Linked DNA regions of Zea mays: region 2 is linked to region 1. A link is a contact called in public Hi-C data. All regions are on one chromosome and are shown on one strand. Each heading gives the region's core, a stretch centred on a gene start, on an enhancer-like site or on the middle of the called end of the contact. The rest is flanking DNA. Distances are from core to core; before and after follow the strand shown.

Region 1 (4,353 bases), core at 1,179-3,678:
AAATATAATAGCCTAATGCAACAGAGTACTCAATCCTACAAGTATCAATCAAGCATTATCTACATCTAATCATCTATAATTTCAGAATGCAACCAGGTGGGTACCTTCAAATTTTATTAGGTATAGTATAGGCTATCCATCTTTAGCTGAACCATTTTAAACTTATGTAGAAAACGAAGCAATAGCTGTAATTTTCCCATTTGAAAGGTAGTTCCTAGACATTATGGGCAAAGTTCTTTTAATAATTAAAATTGTTATAGGCATAGGAATAAAAAGTCACCATTCTGCTAGGCAGCACAGGGATGACAAGCACCATTTTAGAATAGATAAAGAAGCAGCTTTAGAAACTTCATTATATCATTCATAAAAGAATTTATTACAACACATAAATTTTTATAGTAGTGGTCGTTTAGAATTCTGAATATTCTCTTACCGGTTATCATGGTTTTTAAAGCGGTATGGCGAAACAAGGCGTTGGACCACCGCCTGGACGCCTAGGCGATGCCTTTTAAACAGTGCCAGTTATTAGGCTGTGCGCAGCGGTAATCGCTAGCCATCCCCCTCCACTTGCATGCCGGCTGTAGGGGGCACCCCACGGCCGCAACGGTGCCCCCTACAACGCCCCCTACGCGTCGGCCCTCTTCTCTCTCCCCCCAGATCTAGCGTGTCACTGTTCATCACCCTAAACACTGTGTTGTGGGTCCACGAGTAATTGTTAGTAGATAAAAAATTGATAGTTGATATAGAAAATGATATTTTATAGTTGTAGTGGGGTATAGGGGAGTATTTAGGGGGAACCGCTGCGGGAGATGAAAAAATAAGGAGAAAAATAGGGGGGAAAAGTGATATATGGGGAAAAATTTAGGGGTAACGGTTGCGGATAGCCTTATATGTTTTGGATTATGATGTTATTGTCTCCTATCAATATGACATTTAGTATTTGTCCTCCTTCTGAACATACTATCTGAACCTATGCTGTAAGTCGACATTTCCACATCTCTATCAATGGGATTGAGCGGGGACTAATTAATAAATTTAAAATACATATCACCCAAAAACTAAATAGAATATATACTACTTCTTGACTAGAGACAACAACAACAACAACAAAGCCTTTTAGTCCTGAACAAGTTGGGGTAGGTTATAGTTAAAACCCAACAGAAGCCACAAACCAAGCTTCATGTATGTGGATAACTGTTTTTCATTCGCTCCTATTCAAGGCTAAATCTTTGCATATATTCCATCCTTTCAAGTCTCATTTTACTTTCTTTTCCCATGTTAACTTCAATCTTCCCTACCTCTCTTCCCCATTACTATCGTGCTTAGGATCTTAATATGCATTGGTGCCTCTAAAGGTCTCCGTTGGACATATCCAAACCATCTCAATCACTATTGGACAAGTTTTTATTCAATTGATATTACCCTAGATCAATTCATTCCGAACTCAGTCCCTTTTTATATGACCACAGAACCAATGCAACATAAACACTTATCTGGTGTCTTTTCGTAGGCGAACACTCTGCATCATACAACATGGCAGGTCTAATCGCCGTCCTATAAGATTTGATTTTTAGCTTCTAGGGTATCCTCCTATCACATATAACCTAGAACATCAGATGCTTGGCATCATGTTTCCTCCATCATACTTTGATTGTACGGTTAACATCTTCATTAATATCCTCATCTTCTTCAATATTCAGAACTTCGTGACTAGAGAGATGTGACTATGTGAGGAAAACACTTATTAGTATTATTAACAAAAAATGGTAACGAAATCCCAGGTTCTCGGCCAACTAATCCAGCAAAACCAAAACTAATTCAAAACCAAGTTTGGACTACACAAGCAACACAATAACTAGGGTTCGTGGACTCGATCGTATAACACATCCCAGGGAGAAAGCAACGATTAGACTGAATTTGACGAAATTTAAGAGCAAAGAGGGTAGGATTGGTACCTCGCGCGGCGGCGGCTGGGAGAAGGAGAAATTGACCTTGGCCTGGATGGCGAGGCGAACGTCGTCGGCGTCGATCTGAGCCTTCCCGGCGTGGTCGGCGTAGACCTGGGCGTCCCCGAGCACGTCTCCGACGTATCGGTAGGCCAGGTCCAGGAACTGGTGCACGACGCGGGGCTCGTACTCGCCCTCGCGGAGACCCATGGAGCGCAGGAGCTCCCGCACCACCCGCGCGTCCCGGGGCTCGTCCGCGACGGAGGCCCCCGCGACTGCGGCGGTCGACGGTGCCGATGGACGCGCGGCGCCGGCGTCCATGGTTGGAGCGGTTGTGCGTGGTGGCCTGGTGGGGTTTCGCCGTTCGTGAGTGTGGCGTCACCGTGTCAGTGGCTCAGGGAGTCGGCGTTGGACAAAGAGATGGTTTTCCAATTAAAGTTAAATAACACAAGTTTTCGCATACTAGCACGAAGCGACGCTTTGGCCGAGTGGTTAAGGCGTGTGCCTGCTAAGTACATGGGGTTTCCCCGCGAGAGTTCGAATCTCTCAGGCGTCGCATTTTTTTTTGTATTTCTATTTTTTTGGAAAAGCAATAAAAATGGAGGACGGGTGCATAGTATAGTAGAACAAGCTCAATGAACGAATAACGTTAGATATGGTTGTGTTTTTTTTTACTGCTTCCCATCTTCCAAATTATAGGTCACTTGTTCATGTGAGCTTGGTCTATGCCAAATCTATGCAATTTTGAACATTTTTAGGGAAAAACGAATAAATGTATAATATTGAACAAAATCATTATCAATGCATATTTTGTGGTGGATCTAGCGAAATGTCTGTGTATTTTTCTACTATATATGCTTAGTCAAAGTTAGATAAGTTTTACTTCAGCCAAAGCCAAATGATGTGTATATGATTTATAAAGGAGGGAGTTATTGTCTTTTGGTAAAAAAAAATAGAGGATGAGTTTTGAACTTCGCGTCAGCAGATTTTCCGACAACATGAAAGCTAACTCAACCATCAGCTAGCGCCATATTAAAGAAAGAAAAAGAAAAAGTGTTATGCAAATAAGGTCTAATTTGGGTACTCTAGTAATGAGTGAGATTATAATGTATTGAGATGTATTGAGAGAGTATTTGATCTATTGGAGATTTATACCCTCTCCAATCCCTTCAAAACACTCTAATCCCAAAGTATCCAAACTAGGCCTAAAGGTGGGGTAGAGATGGGGAAGAAAAAGATATGAATGAAGAAAATTAAAGTAAAAGAGAAGAAAACTCCAGTGTTGTCAAGATATATCTCCTAAACCCTCGCGCCACATGATGGAGGGAGTGGGGGTCCTGCCCCCGCGACGGTCATGGTGCTAGGAAAACCAACGTACGTCCCCTATAGTGGGGAGCTCCGGACGGCTAATTAGGTGCCTAGTTTATTTTGGATAATCCCGTCGAGGGTGTCGACCTCTAGTCCCTTCGCGAGGAGCTAAACGAAGCGAGCGACAGAACCGAGAAGTCATTGCAGGACGACCTTTGTTAGCTCTTCGTCATGCGCCAGAAGCTGGCGGTGGCGACAAGCCGCTCATAGGTGGTCGGCGCGAGAAACATTCCATCTTCTAACGATTCACCTCTCTACCTTTCCATTTACAGTGGATAAATCTCATTTTTCCGCAAGCAAGAGAAGACGTGGGGCGCTCAGTCGGCAACCTGCAAGCAGCAAGGAGCGAGGCCACCGAAGCCCGTGCTCGTGCTGCGTCAATCCAGAAGGTCTAACAATGGCCTGGCCGAGGCGACGACAAGGGACGCGGAGTCGGTGGCCCTTGTGCGCCTTGAATGTACGAAGGTGGTTTCCCGCCTTCACGTCCTGGAGCAAGGAAAGGAAGTTCCTGAGGCCCGCGTCGTGGCCTTGGAGGAGGAAATGAGCGGTCCGGTGAAGAAAGAAGAGAAGCTTCTGGCCTCTCTGGAAGGTAGGGTCCTGTATGGCTTCACCCTAGAGCCCTCACCCCATCGTGGCAAGGCAAACTTTCCTCGTTGTACCGCCCGAAAAGTTTCGTGTAGGACGAGAAGAGGCCCACAAATCATCATATGAAGGGTCGGGGCCCATATGGATTGCAATTTGTCGCCTTATCTTGTTGGCCTCGGAAGGCAAGGATGATCCCTGCTCCACACCTTGCCCTGCGGGGTGAGGGTAAGGCCGCGCGAGTGCGTCGGCAACGACGTTTGGGTTTTCGGGTGGAGAAGGTCATATGGGTGGCACCTGGACCATCTCACCGTCGTTGTCGATGACGAAGTTTAGACTCCCGTAGCGGGCGATTGCCCCGAGAGTGAGGATGACATGGGGGCCACAACAAGCTCTCGCTGTAGCGTTGAGACTCTTGGGAGGAAGGGGTCAAGCTTCTGGGGCCATGACCCTTTCC
Region 2 (4,933 bases), core at 382-2,881, 78 kb before region 1:
AGGAACAGTTCTCTCGCATGCGTACAGCCAGCCACTTGCTTCTCATAAAAGACTATGTCACTCTTCTAGGCGCAGCTGTGAACAAGTACGGCTATCGAATCACACAGCTGATTGAAGTTCTGGAGAAGAGTAGGGACAAATACCACCAGCTGCTGCTTCTTGATTGCCGGAAGCAGATAGACGACGTCCTTACTAATGACTCGTACGAGCAGATGGTTATAAAGAAGGAATACGAGTACAGCATGAATGTGACAGCGTTTCATCTGGAACACGATGATGCGATCCCTGATTTCCCATACGTGACATCCTTCTCCTCTTCCGTTCCAGATGTCTGCCGCATCGTCCGGTCCTTCATCGAGGATTCCGTCAGCTACTTGTCATACGGCGGTCTCATGAACATCTACGATGTGGTGAAAGCATACCTAGACCGGCTGCTGATCGAGGTGCTGAACGACAGCCTTCTGAACATGATATACGCTCGTTCCCTGGGCATGTCGCAGATGATGCAGCTCGCTGGAAACATATCGGTCCTTGAGCAAGCATGCGGCATGTACCTGCTGCACTCCGCCCAGCTGTGCGGCATCCCGAAGCGTGTCGCCGAGAGGTCCCATTCCGGCCTGACTGCTCGAGCGGTCCTCAAGGCCTCGCAGAACGCGGTGTACAACGCGCTGATAAACCTGACCAATTTCAAGGTCGACGAGTTCATGGTGCTCCTGGAAGAGGTGAACTGGATAGCGGAGGAAGCCCCCGACAACGCGAACGACTACATGAACGAGGTCCTGATCTACCTCGAAACGCTGGTGTCGACGGCGCAGGAGATCCTGCCTCTGGAAGCTCTGTACAAGGTGGTTTCTGGTGCCATGAGCCACATCTCGGACTCCATAATGACCACGCTCCTGAACGACGGCGTGAAGAGGTTCACCGTCAACGCGGTCTTAGGGATCGATATTGACCTGAAGACGCTGGAAGCATTCGCGGACGACAAGTTCGACAGCACGGGGCTGTCAGATCTGGGCAAGGAGACGACTTTCAGGGACTGTTTGGTTGAGATCAGGCAGCTCACGAATCTCCTGCTCAGCAGCCAGCCTGAGAACTTCATGAACCCGGTGATCAGGCAGAGGAACTACGGGTCTCTGGACTACAAGAAGCTGGCCATCATTTGTGAGAAGTACAAGGACTCTGCAGACAGTCTGTTCGGAAGCCTTTCAAACCGGAACACCCCCCAGCAGAGTGCCCGTAAGAAATCTATGGACGTCTTGAAGAGAAGGCTTAAGGATTTTAGCTAAGGAATAAATTGCTGGCACTAGCATATAGTATCTATCTTTTAGATTTCAACTTCCTCGACTACTTTTCTAGGTAGGTCGATTTGTCTTTGTAGGTGAAGTGTCGATTTGTCTGTGAGAGTGAGACCACATGAAGCTAGAGAGAGAAGATGCCAATAAGCTATTCAGGCTGCCGCTGCTTCGTGCTTCCGTTCCACTGGCCGGGTGGCTTGATTGTTTATGCAGACTTGGCTAATAAGCTATTCAGAGCTAGCCCTCCAATTTGCTTAAGACAGTGACCTGGGCGTGAGAGGGGAGGGAAGACGGCAGCATATCCGACAGCGACGTCTCTCGACGCTATGCTGCTTACGATGGCGCATCAGTGCTGACTGCTGACTCGAGGTATAGGCAACATCACTACTCCGTCCTTGGTCATTAGGCCATTAGCGAATCATTGATCGCTTTCTCTCTCTCTCTCGCTAGCTCTGCCATCAGCACCTCGTTGCTTATGGTTTTCTGTCGGTTTCATGGGGCAGGGCAGCTAACCCTATCCCTGCTGTGATGCCAACACGATGTCTCTGGTCGAGAAAGCAACCGGCATCGCTGCTCTCTGCAAGAAGGGAGAGAAGAACTGCAGTGCTTTCTGAGGACAGCTACCTACCTGCCACAATTCCAACAAGAAACACATATGATATGATGTGAAGCTGGGGAAATATTAAACTCCGATCCATCTGTGAGCGGTGTCTGCCTTGGAGACTTTTTTCCCCCTTCCATTGGACGTGCTTCTGGTTCTCTGGTTTCTCATCAAGTACAAGCTTCTTGTGATCCAGCTTCTGTACTTGCAGCAGGGGAGGCTGTACTACACTTCACCACAAATGACAAAACGGTGCGACTTGCAGGGTTTTTGTTTTTTTAATCCAGATTCAATCGACGAGGGAAGGGTAGTACTATCTTATTTTTGCCCGTTTCAAAAGACAAAAAAAAGAAAGAAAGAGATGAAAGAAAATGGGATCTCTTTCCTCGTTCTGGTACCTGCAGAATACGCCCTACAAACAAAAAAGGGCACATGTCCACATCGTCAATTACGCATAAAAGCTATAGTATTGCTGCCCCGAAACCAAAATTCCATTTTTATTTACAAAGGCACAAGGGATTTGACGAGGGTATATTCCTGGCCCCGCTACGTCACTCACCGCAAGAGAATCTCGAATAGTTTAGGCTGTTGCTTGTGTGCCTGCCAGCCAACCTTGCATTCGCCCAGCGCAACATGTAGACATGAAAACTGTTTGTGTGGCTTTCATACACGACGTGGTACGTTTTGTTTAATCGCGGTGCCATAATCGCGTCCAAGTTCGACGAATCATGCATTTTTGCTACTGGATTGCATGCGTTATTTCTTACTGCGGCTCCAAATTAAGTTTCCTCTCCGATCCCCTTGGAGGATTTGGGTAGCATGCATATGGAGACTGGGTTCAGTAGATAGTCTGGAGTCTGGACCTGAGGTAGACAACACAGGTTTGTTACTCTTGATACAAACAGGAGACGATAAAATACAATTTGTTTGGTACGGAAGAAAGAGTAATAATAGGTCAACAACCTCCAATGCTCCAAGTGGGAATAATGAAACGAAGAGGCGAACCAAGACAGTGAAAGCTGCGAAAACGATTATCAATTTGTTTGCTTCGTTGCTTTAATTCAGTTGTGTTCAGCTTTCAGCCTGTGCGTGACGTGTCTCTAGGCCTTTTCCCACTTCGCTGCTATGTAAACCGTATGTTTTTTTTTTGTCTTAAAGAAAACTCCCTTTCCCGTCTTAATTGAAATATAAGAGTTCAGTATTTTGTTTTACTTAATAAACACGAACTCAATGAGAAACTTGAGAGGGCGATCGATAAGAAAAGGAATTGGAGTTAAGACGGAGCAATATAAAAGACATACTGCCGTCTCAATAGTTACCGCTTGTGTGCATCTCGCATGTCAAATTTTACCGTCACCATCCGCACAGTTTGCTTCACAATTGAATAGGTGCTAGTGGAGGAGCTGTAATAATAAGCATTCCAGAAAGCGAAAAAATTGTCCGGCTTGCTGATATTTGTGCTTGCTTATGCCATGGCAGGAACCAATCGGCCAGCAGTTACCTTTCGCAAACACCGAAAGAGTCCGGCCGTGGCCTTTCAGGGAAAACAACAAGAGTTCTTTGAGAACACTTCTTTAAACGCGCGCACACATTGTTTTTTTTTTAAATTTTTTTTCCAGATGTCGAATGTGAGCTCTTGTGATGACTCCAAAATTATTGTTCAGAAGAAAGCAGAAAGTTTCAATAATCTTGCAAGTCACACCTCCAAACGGTGCATTGTGTTTTATTTCTGGGTCTCGGGAAACATATTGGTACGTAATCAACAAGAATAAATAATATACAGAGAGAAACGAATAGAATGTGTTGAGCACCAATTTGAGGCCGGACGGTCCGCGTCTGTGGGCCGGACGGTCCGCGCGTGCGCAGAACAGATTAGTGTTCCGAGTTTTATGCTACGGTTGTTAGCTAAAATCATGGGATAAGCTTGGAAATTAGTTTGTAAAGGGTCCAGCCCCCCTCCTCTATAAATAGAGAGGTATACGGCCGATTTGTGATCAACAATCGAATCAATACAACTTTTATTCGCATTTTATCCTAGTAGTAGTTCTAGTCTAGTTTAGGTTTAGCCTCTCAATCCCCAAATTCTTCGCCTCTCTTCGACTCTACGCCGATTGGAAGAGTCTAGGTCGGCCGGCCCGAGCCTAGACAACCCCTAGGATCTCTCCTCCCCGACGGGGTCCCTCCCGGGAGCGAGATCCAGGCCGCCGCCGGCGACTTCCGCCGCCCCTGCGCACGCGCGGACCGTCCGGCCTCAGGGCGCGGACCGTCCGGCCGTCAGGCAGAGGACCCAAGCTCCTGCACCAGGTCGCGGACCGTCCGGCCCTAGGCCGTGGACCGTCCGCGCCTGACCAGAGAGCACCGCCGCCTCGCGCCAGGTCGCGGACCGTCCGGCTCTGTGCCGCGGACCGTCCGCGCCTGACCAGAGAGCACCGCCGCTGGTTCTTCTTGAGTATTTGGCGCTCCGAAAAGGCGTCAACATGCTTTTTGGCGACTCCGCTGGGGACAACACATATAGACCTATCAAATCAGCCCTCAATGGCTGGTTCAAAGGATAGCTCTGAGGTTTCCACCAGCAATATCATCACACCGACATGGGAAGCCTTGCCGGCTGAAGAACAGCTCCTGTTCGAGGAGCGCCAGGAGCAGCTGATCCAAGAAGCAAAGGCGAAATTCCTGGCTGACTTCAAAGTGGACAGGAACAACAAAGTCGTTCGGCAACGGGCGACAGATCTGGCTTCGCTCCGACCTACTACGATTACCCCAAATGTAAGTAGCACCAACGAACTCCAATCTCTTAAAGCTTACATAGACGAACAGCGAGAACATATGCAAAATATCGTAGGGGTTATGCAAAACGATTGTAGGAGACTAGTACGTGCATTTGATAAATCTAGTGTAGCAAATTTTCCTTCACACGAGTTTGAATTAGGAGATAATACACGTAATACATCGGTTAGAGGTTGTCACGACCAGTCACAACCCCCTTATGGGATGCCGATGGACATGTACCCTGAGCAAACGCAAATCGGCAGTAAAC

Evidence for each region. A called contact is a pair of places that touch in the nucleus more often than the background predicts.
Region 2: a Hi-C map of bundle sheath shows a contact between it and region 1, with 2.1 times the contacts expected there. The contact joins the enhancer-like site here to the promoter of LOC100193677 in region 1. A contact is called at or near these places in 4 of 25 Hi-C or Micro-C datasets (bundle sheath, ear and leaf).

The regions. Positions count from the first base shown.
Region 1 is chr9:128,467,686-128,472,038 of Zm-B73-REFERENCE-NAM-5.0, reverse strand. LOC100193677 (Transcription initiation factor TFIID subunit 9) reads right to left here and starts at 2,428. Exons shown (of 2, transcript NM_001348774.1): 1 at 1,956-2,428. The coding sequence starts at 2,267. It overlaps TRNAS-GCU (transfer RNA serine (anticodon GCU)), which reads left to right and starts at 2,421; the gene lies at 2,421-2,502.
Region 2 is chr9:128,544,274-128,549,206 of Zm-B73-REFERENCE-NAM-5.0, reverse strand. It overlaps LOC103639043 (exocyst complex component SEC15A), which reads left to right. Exons shown (of 3, transcript XM_020544384.3): 3 at 1-1,535. The coding sequence ends at 1,286. Among protein-coding and RNA genes, the nearest start is that of LOC103639043, 7.8 kb to the left of the region's middle. Within about 2 kb of position 1,631, at least 12 of the 20 cell types and tissues checked have an H3K27ac peak or open chromatin away from gene starts, as enhancers often do. A contact at or near this core is called in bundle sheath and leaf, where this site is marked.